2 separate regions of the Xenopus laevis genome follow, and region 1 is linked to region 2. The links are chromatin contacts, called in public Hi-C maps. All regions are on one chromosome and are shown on one strand. Each heading gives the region's core, a stretch centred on a gene start, on an enhancer-like site or on the middle of the called end of the contact. The rest is flanking DNA. Distances are from core to core; before and after follow the strand shown.

Region 1 (4,097 bases), core at 1,420-3,919, 120 kb before region 2:
GTGGGCCCTAGGGCCCAACGATCGGATCCTAGCGTTCGCCAAACGGGCGGTCGGATCGCGGGACCGCATCAACGAACAGATGCGGCCACGATCCGACGGGATTTTTAACCCCATCCGATCGAGATCTGGCCGACTTTCGGCCAGATCTCGATCGGGGAAGCCCGTCGGGGGCCCCCATACATGGGCCAATAAGCTGCCGACATGGTCTGTCGGCAGCTTTTATCGGCCCGTGTATGCAGGGGTGCTTCGCCAATGAGGCGAGTTGAGGCTGTCGCCTCAGGCGGCAGCGCTCCACTAGGTACCAGGGGCAGCAAAAATGCTGCTCCTGGTACTTTAAGAGCAAATTTCCGGGGGAGGGGGGGCAGCAGCAACTGCTGCTGCCTCAGGCGGCGGAAAGGCCAGGATCGCCCCTGCGTGTATGGCCACCTTTAGGAAAGTTAGGAGGCTGAGCAATCCCCCAAAGAAGTATCGTGAGTATGTGCTTTTGTACAAGGGGCCCAGTTAAGTGAGGGAACTTATAAAATGTGTGAAGGTAGTGCCCAGTGGGCAGGATTTATTTTTATGATTTATGTTTGTTTATTGTATGCTGAAATGGTCACCACTGTGTGTAAATGAACTGCCTAAAAGTAAAGACAGTTTCTGCTGTGGATCCTGCAAGTTTACAGTATGTATATTGTAACAATTGTTCTTTTAATCTGAATCTGCAGGCTTTGGGAGAAAATGTTACATATCTTAAAGCCTATATTATATATCACATATGTGTGTGTAATTCTTATTTAAGTCTGGCGCTGCCCTTATCACTGGACCTTAGTCCATTATTTTTTTTAATTGGTGCCTGCACAGTACAGTGAGCATGTGAAATAATGAGTATACCCTTCAGCTTTTTAGTGGCTGGTGGCAAGCTGGGGGGATTTTCCCTGATACGCCAATATTTCTTCCAGTCAGTAGGCCCTATATGGTAAATGTGGCTCTGACTGGAAGAAATATTGGTTTGCCTCCTGTTCTCAGATTTCTGAAATTTATTTAAATGAAAGCAGTGTCCATGTTATTATCCACATGGTGGCACTGCTGAGCTGGTAAAGACATGCAATTCACAGAAGAGATTAATTTGAAGAGAATCACATGGTACATATGTGTGTTTTTGCTATAGATCTGAAAAATTAAGAAGGAGACACACTTTCATGTGATTTATTAAAATGGCCTAATTTTTTCCTAGTTTTTATTTTTGCACTTGGGTTCACTCACCAATAGAACCAAATCATACTGCTAGAAGGGATGTACTAGTGTATTTCTCACTAAATACACCTTTAGCTTTCCAACTGCTGTGGAAGTACAACCTGATTTAGATAAATACATAAGGTCCTCTGCATTCAGCCCATTATAAATATATTAAGGACACTGAAACATTTATGCCTTAAGATACTAAAAATACCTTACCCTTTAAACAAAACAGGGATTATTTGTCCATATATTGCAATATATTTAAGATGGCCAACTACGTCAAAGTCATCCCTGGTATGGCCAGCTCTACACTCAACTTCCATCTGATTCATTAAGAATTCTATTGCTTCATTATACATTTTACAAAGGGACTAAGTTTTACCTGCAACTTACTTGCTGCTTTCAAAGTAAAACTCCCAAACTTGGCTGCCCTTTTATTAGACACCAGTGGGATCACCTGACTATAGCTGGAAAGGGTGGGAGCTACAACATGGAGCTGGTCACTGCTCCTGTATAAACTATAACAAACAAGGGAAAGGTACCACTAATTTAAAACCATTTTGCAGGGGTGCAATGAGGCTGTGACCACAAAATACATATAGACAAATACAAGAGTCCTCTGCACTCAACCCATTTTCAATATAATGGGCTTAAATATACAAACAACCCCTGTTTTGTAGGGCAGAGACACATGCTCAAATTCAGTGAGATTAGTCGGCCGGCAACAAATCTCCTTTTCTTCGGGCGACTAATCTCCCCTAACTGCCTTCCCACTGGCTAGAATGTAAATCGCTGGCGGATGGCACTCAGAGCACTTTGTTTTCCAAAGACGCCCGATGTTGCTTCACAAGGAAACTTCGGTTGACTTTGGAAAACGAAGCACTCCGGCGATTCACATTCTAGCCGGTTGGAAGACAGTTTGCGGAGATTAATCGCCCCAAAGAAGAGGAGATTTGTCACCGGGCGACTAATCTCCCCGAATCTCAGCGTGTGTCTCTGCCCTAAGGCATTGTTTAGTAGCTTAAGGCACAAAATGTTTTAAAGTCCTTAATATATTGATAATGGGTTTAGTGTAGAGGACCTGTGAATTTTTTGGTCACAGCCTCATTGTACCCCAGGGCCGGAACTAGGGGTAGGCAGAGTAGGCACATGCCTACGGCGCAAAGCTGGGGTAGGGCGCCAGGCACGTACCTCCTCTGTCGCCTACCCCAAGTCCGGTTCCCGACTGTCTGGTTATTATCGTGTCTTTTCCGCTTCTGCGCATGCGCAAAAACTCCATTTCGCGCATGCGCACGCGAGCGCAGGCTCGCGCACGCGAGCGCAGGCTCGCGCAGGTTCGCGCACGCGAGCGCAGGTTCGCGCATGCGCACGTTAGCGTAGATTCGCGCAGGCGCCGCTATTGCCCGGCTTGCCTAGGGCGCCTAGCCAGCGTGGGCCGCCTCTGTTGTACCCTGATTAATGGTTTTAAAAATTAGTGGTGAGCACAACGTTCCCTTGTTTGGTACAACCTGATGTAAGAGATATAACATTAAATGACAAATCAGACTTCATTTCCCAAGAGCATAACATTTTTTAGATGAATAAAAAAAATTAATAAAATTTTGCTGAAAATTTGTTTGGGGGTGAGAGCAAGAGGGGTTCATCAATGATTTGTTGCTTTGGATAAATGCTGAGATTTGTTGTTCTGTATGGAGCACCAAGGTGGCTATCCATGGAATAACCTTTGCACAAAACACTTTATTTCCTGACACCCAGAGCAGTTTAGCATGTGCTGGAGATTACTCTCTATCCTAGTATTCTTGGCAGCACCCACATTGGTTGAGCTTTTCTGAGCTTTGTGTGGAATCCACGTCATATGACCAGCAATGTTTATTAAAGTAAAAAATACAGTCATATTTTTTGTGTTCCTTGTTGCATAGGATTGTAACTGAGAGTCAGTACAGAGCTAGTCTCTTTGATGTTCTAATCCACAAAGCCTTCAGATTCTTTATGTACTCACTCGGCCTCTCAGTTGCCTTAAATTGCTCTGGGCATAGCTGCACTGAAGCCTATGATATGTTGCTAATAGTAATGCTCACATAACTCTATGCCATATTCCATGGTATTTTAAATTAGATAAAGTCACGCTTTTTTAGACTACGGTACTTTTCTCTGCATCCCCTGCCTGCTGTGCTACAATCGCTGGTGGCAAGTGCAATGATCATCCCAACACAAACGGAAAGATCCTTCTCTAATAAAAGATGGTTCTTCCAGGGTGCCCCCAGCAGTAAGACCATTGCACTACATGCCTATGCTTGATGCTGCTATAAATAAGAGGAAAATTTAAGGATTTCATGCACTGGAGATGTGTCTCTCATATTAATGTATTTACCCATTTGTCCATTCCACTCATAGGGCAACCTTCCTAAATTCCAGCACAAAGACTAAGCTGATTGCAATGAAACAGCCCTCATCAAAGTAGCTAATAACCTTCATGTTGTTAAATCCTCAGGCTTTTGCTGTGTTCTTATTCTGCTTGACCTTTTAAAGCATTTAAAGGAGACCTTTTATCCTCCAAGTAAATATTCTCCAGTAAAAAACACGCCTTCTTTCTCACAGGGACAGAAGAGCTTCTGCATTCATTTATATGGTTTTTCAGCCAAGAATTGTAATGTTTTCCAGTGATCTGGCATTTTGGATTTGGTACAGTTGTTCACATACAGGCTGTGTGCAGATCTTATTGCTAGGCGGATCTTATTGCTACTTTCCCTGTTACACCCTGCTATTAAACAGTATATGAAAATGCCAAGGGGAGGCCCTGATATTTAGCGTTTTGGTTTTTTGTGTTGACAAAACAGCTAAAAAAAAACCATATACCCATTAGTATCTGTTCTATA
Region 2 (4,312 bases), core at 960-3,459:
ACATCTTGGCTTTGATCTTTGTTTTCTAACAGGTGACTGGCTGCTATGGGCATCATCACCGGTGATGTTTGTATCCAGTGCTCTGTGTATAATTTGAGGGATTTTGGCCATTTTTCCAGGCAGATTTACAACTAAGGTTGCTGAGGTTACTCAGATGATGCTGTACAGCTCTTTTCACTAATGGTGCCACTGATCACCAGCCCTGCAATGTTCCCTGATCTCACTCCAATTGAGAATTGGTGGAAGTATTTGTAAACAGGGCTAAAACAGCTTCACCTGGCCTAAGCAACAATGTTGGAAACACCTAAAAGAATAAGCCAAAATCAGTCCAGAAATATTGTTTAATGCTTGTACATCTTTACAGAAGCAGTATATGTAAGCATTTTTTTTTTTCAAAATGAGCAAAATATATATATTATATTGAATATACATTCTTTTATTTATTTTTATGATACAGCAGTAACTCAGATTTGTGTTGGTTTTACATTTACTAATTTCCCTGCATTTGTCGGAGTTAGTTCAAAGGAACAGCAACACCAACAAATGAAAGTGTTTAAATAATGAAAATATCATATACTGTTGCCCTGCACTGGTAAAACTGATGTGTTTGCTTCAGAAACACTACTATAGTTCATATAAACAAGCTGCTGTGTAGCAATGGTGGAAGTTGAAAAAAGGCTATATGGAACAGGTTAAATAGTGGATAACAGATAACACCATTATGTTCTTCAGTGCTTACTGTATCTATCTGCTGTGTAACCTGAGCCTTTTCTCCTCTGAATGGCTGCCCCCATTGCTACACAGCAGCTTATTTATATAAACAATAGTAGTGTTTCTAAACCAATATAAACAATAGTAGTGTTCTAACACACCAGTTTTACCAGTGCAGGGCAACACTACATTATATTTTTATTACTTTAAAACACTTTCATTTTTGATGTAACTGTTCCTTTAACAAGTGATAATGACCTGCCCCTTTCCTTTACCCCTTATTGGTCAATTATCTATGTACCAAGAATCTACTTATCTACAAGGACCAAACATGGAGTAGTTTTTAGTTTCCCAGATTAGAGATAACAAAAACCATATATTTATATTTCATGACAACAGGTAAAAAGTATGCTCAGAACATTGCACTCATGTTGAACTAATTGGTATACTGCCCCTTTAAAGACTTAAAGGAAAACTATACCCCAAAATGAATACTTAAGCAACAGATAGTTTACATCATATTAAGTGGCATATTAAAGAATCTTACCAAACTGGTCTATATATTTAAGTAAATCTTACCCTTTTACATCTCTTGCCTTGAGCCACCATTTCGTGATGGTCTTTGTTCTGCCTCAGAGATCACCTGACCAGAAATACGACAACTTACTTACTGTAACAGGAAGAAGTGTTGAAGCAAAAGACAGAACTCTGTCTGTTATTTGGCTCATGTGACCTAACAAGTATGGTTTGTTTGGTTTGTGTGCACAGTGAATCTTACAATCTCTGGGGGCGGCCCTTATTTTTTAAAATGGCAATTTTCTATTTATGATTACACAATGGCACATACTACTAAAAAAGTATATTAATATGAAAATGGTTTATTTACATGAAGCAGGGTTTTTCATATGAGCTGTTTATGCAATATCTTTTTATAGAGACCTACATTGTTTGGGGGGTATAGTTTTCCTTTGAAGCTGTAATTGATGCAGAGTTAGCACTACAAAATATTACAATGCAGGGATAGAAAACGGAGGCAAGTTGCATGTTTTGGTTTTTTATTTTCCTCACACAAAACAGTCATGTTAAAAAAACAACCATTTTGATTGCTGAAATGTGCTTTGAAATAAAAAATATCAGCGAGAGCACAATTTCCACGATTTGTTATTCAGTAAAGTGAATGCTTGGAACTGTATAATGTCACATTATTGTGGCAACCCAACAAGAATCAAGCAAAGGGAAAGCTACTCCAAACAATTAAGGCAACATGATTTCCAAGAAAGTTTTGTCTATTTCCTTTCTCTGGTTCATGTAAATATCTCCTGATTGTGTATATATAAAAAGTATCCTACATAGCAAGGATTCCAATACTTTACCCCCAATGAGCCAAATGTAAAAAAAGTTGCAAACACAAGATTCTTGGGGGTACCAAATATGAGCTGTGATTGGGTATTGGTAGCCCCTATATGGACTGGCAGTCTCCAGGAGGCTCTGTTTGTTTTAGTCAGACAAAGCTTGCCTCCAAACCAGGAATTTCAAATAAGCACCTGCTATTAGGACACTGGGAGTGACAAACCACTGGTTGGGGATCATTGCTATAAATTATGACAAATGGTTTCGAAGCTAAATGAGATTCCACAAATTAATCAGTCAGCAAACGCACAACGGCAGGATACGGTCATGAATTTTCCTAGAGTAGCATAAAAAGGCTGTTGTATACAGCTAGGGTTGCCACCTTTTCCGGAAAAAATAGCGTCCTTCCTATATATTCATCTTTTTTCCCTATTAATAACATTGGGATCAACCATCATTTTTACAGGCCAGGCCGGTAAAACACCAGCCTGGTGGCAACCCTATATACAGCAGAGGTGTATTTTGTCTTTCCCATTAATCATTACAATCAAACTTTGTTTCCCACTAATGCTGCATTTTCCAGCTACATGTGCAAACTTTTTTCTGTAGTGCTGATAAATGTATCTAAGCAAATGAGTTTTACGTTATTATGCACATAAAACATTCAGCCTATTATGTTCTTCAACTGTACAAAGGGTACATAGGGAGCACTGGCAATCTCAGAATATCCCATTTTTCATAGTTTTCTTACTTGGGTGCCTTTCTGTGTAAGACAGAGAACTACAAAGACAACTGACTAAAGGCGACATAAACAATAAGATCCGTTTGTTTGTCAAGGTCGCCAAACGAGCGGATCTTAACCCAATATGCTCACCGAAAGGCAGGGTCAAACGATCAGATTACAATGAAGGAAATGGGCGCTGGCGGGACGAGGATCACATCAACTAGCCAATCTGGCCCTCGAGTGCCAAGAAAAATCAAACCTGCCCGGTCTATACCTGGACGATTTTTGGCCTGATATCGATCGAGGAGACCCGTCGGAACCCCTATACACAGGCAGATAAGCTGCTGACTTGGTTTAAAGGACCAATATCGGCAGCTTTAATCAGCCCATGTCTGGCCACCTTAACACTGCACTTTCTCTCCATATACATAGGGGTCTATTTATCATGCTGTGCAAAAAGTGGAGTGAAGCATTACCGGTGATGTTGCCCAGGGCAACCAATCAGCAATTAGATTTTATCAATTAAAAAAACAAAAGCAAAGATCTGATTGGTTGCTATGAGCAACATCACCGGTAATGTTTAAATCCACTTTTTCACAGTATGATAAATAGACCCCTAAATGTAAATGCCAATTTTTCTGTGTATAGCAGCCAGTCAAGTTCAATACTGACATGATTATTAGTTTTCAGTCACGATTTATGGAGGATATGATTCCTAAAGGTGTAATATAGCCTCTATTAGTAAGTTCTATCTGCCATTTGATTTTTTTAATAAAGGAATAAGAAAAAACATTACAAAAGCCATTCCATTCCTGCTTTCTGCCTATTAAATGGGGTGTTTCAATTGCTTTTTCCCTTAAAGGGGTGGTTCACCTTTAGGATAACTTTTAGTATGATGTAGAGAGTGATATTCTGAGACACTTTGCAAATGGTTTTCATTTTTTATTATTTGTGGTTTTTGAGTTATTTAGCTTTTTATTCAGCAGCTCTCTAGTTTGCATCTGAACCAATCTGGAAACTAGGGTCCAAAATAACCTTAGCAACCATGCATTGATTTGAATATGAATATGAATAGGAGAGGGCCTGAATAAAAGTAATTAAAAGTACCAATAACAATACATTTGTAGCCTTACAATTTGTTTTTAGAGGGGAGTCAGCGACGCCCATTTGAAAGCTGTAAAGAATCAGAAGAAAAAGACAAACAACTATAAAAAAAATAAATAATGAAAACCAATTGAAAAGTTGCTTAGAATTGGCCGTTCTATAACATAGTAAAAGTTACCTTAAAGGCGAACCACCCAATTAAAGACTATTTGAACAGCAGCAATTCAAAGGCTTTGCCAGGCTTTTACCATATTGGCCAAGCTCAACTTGTGTCAGTTATAACATTATTATTGGGAAAGGCAGCTTCGGAAAACACTCTCAAATTACTTCTGCGGCAACAAGATTTCTTCCCATGATTCCTGTATAGAATGTGAGTAATGAATGCACCTTGAAATGCTGATGCCAACAATTTCCAAATTTGCA

Evidence for each region. A called contact is a pair of places that touch in the nucleus more often than the background predicts.
Region 1: a Hi-C map of the XL177 cell line shows a contact between it and region 2, with 4 times the contacts expected there. The contact joins two enhancer-like sites. A contact is called at or near these places in 3 of 4 Hi-C or Micro-C datasets (the XL177 cell line, the XTC cell line and animal cap).

What each region holds. Positions count from the first base shown.
Region 1 is chr2L:138,804,358-138,808,454 of Xenopus_laevis_v10.1, reverse strand. It overlaps a transcript of vwa8.L not described here. Among protein-coding and RNA genes, the nearest start is that of rgcc.L, 90 kb to the right of the region's middle. Within about 2 kb of position 2,669, at least 1 of the 7 cell types and tissues checked has an H3K27ac peak or open chromatin away from gene starts, as enhancers often do.
Region 2 is chr2L:138,682,703-138,687,014 of Xenopus_laevis_v10.1, reverse strand. No RefSeq gene overlaps it. Among protein-coding and RNA genes, the nearest start is that of rgcc.L, 32 kb to the left of the region's middle. Within about 2 kb of position 2,209, at least 1 of the 7 cell types and tissues checked has an H3K27ac peak or open chromatin away from gene starts, as enhancers often do.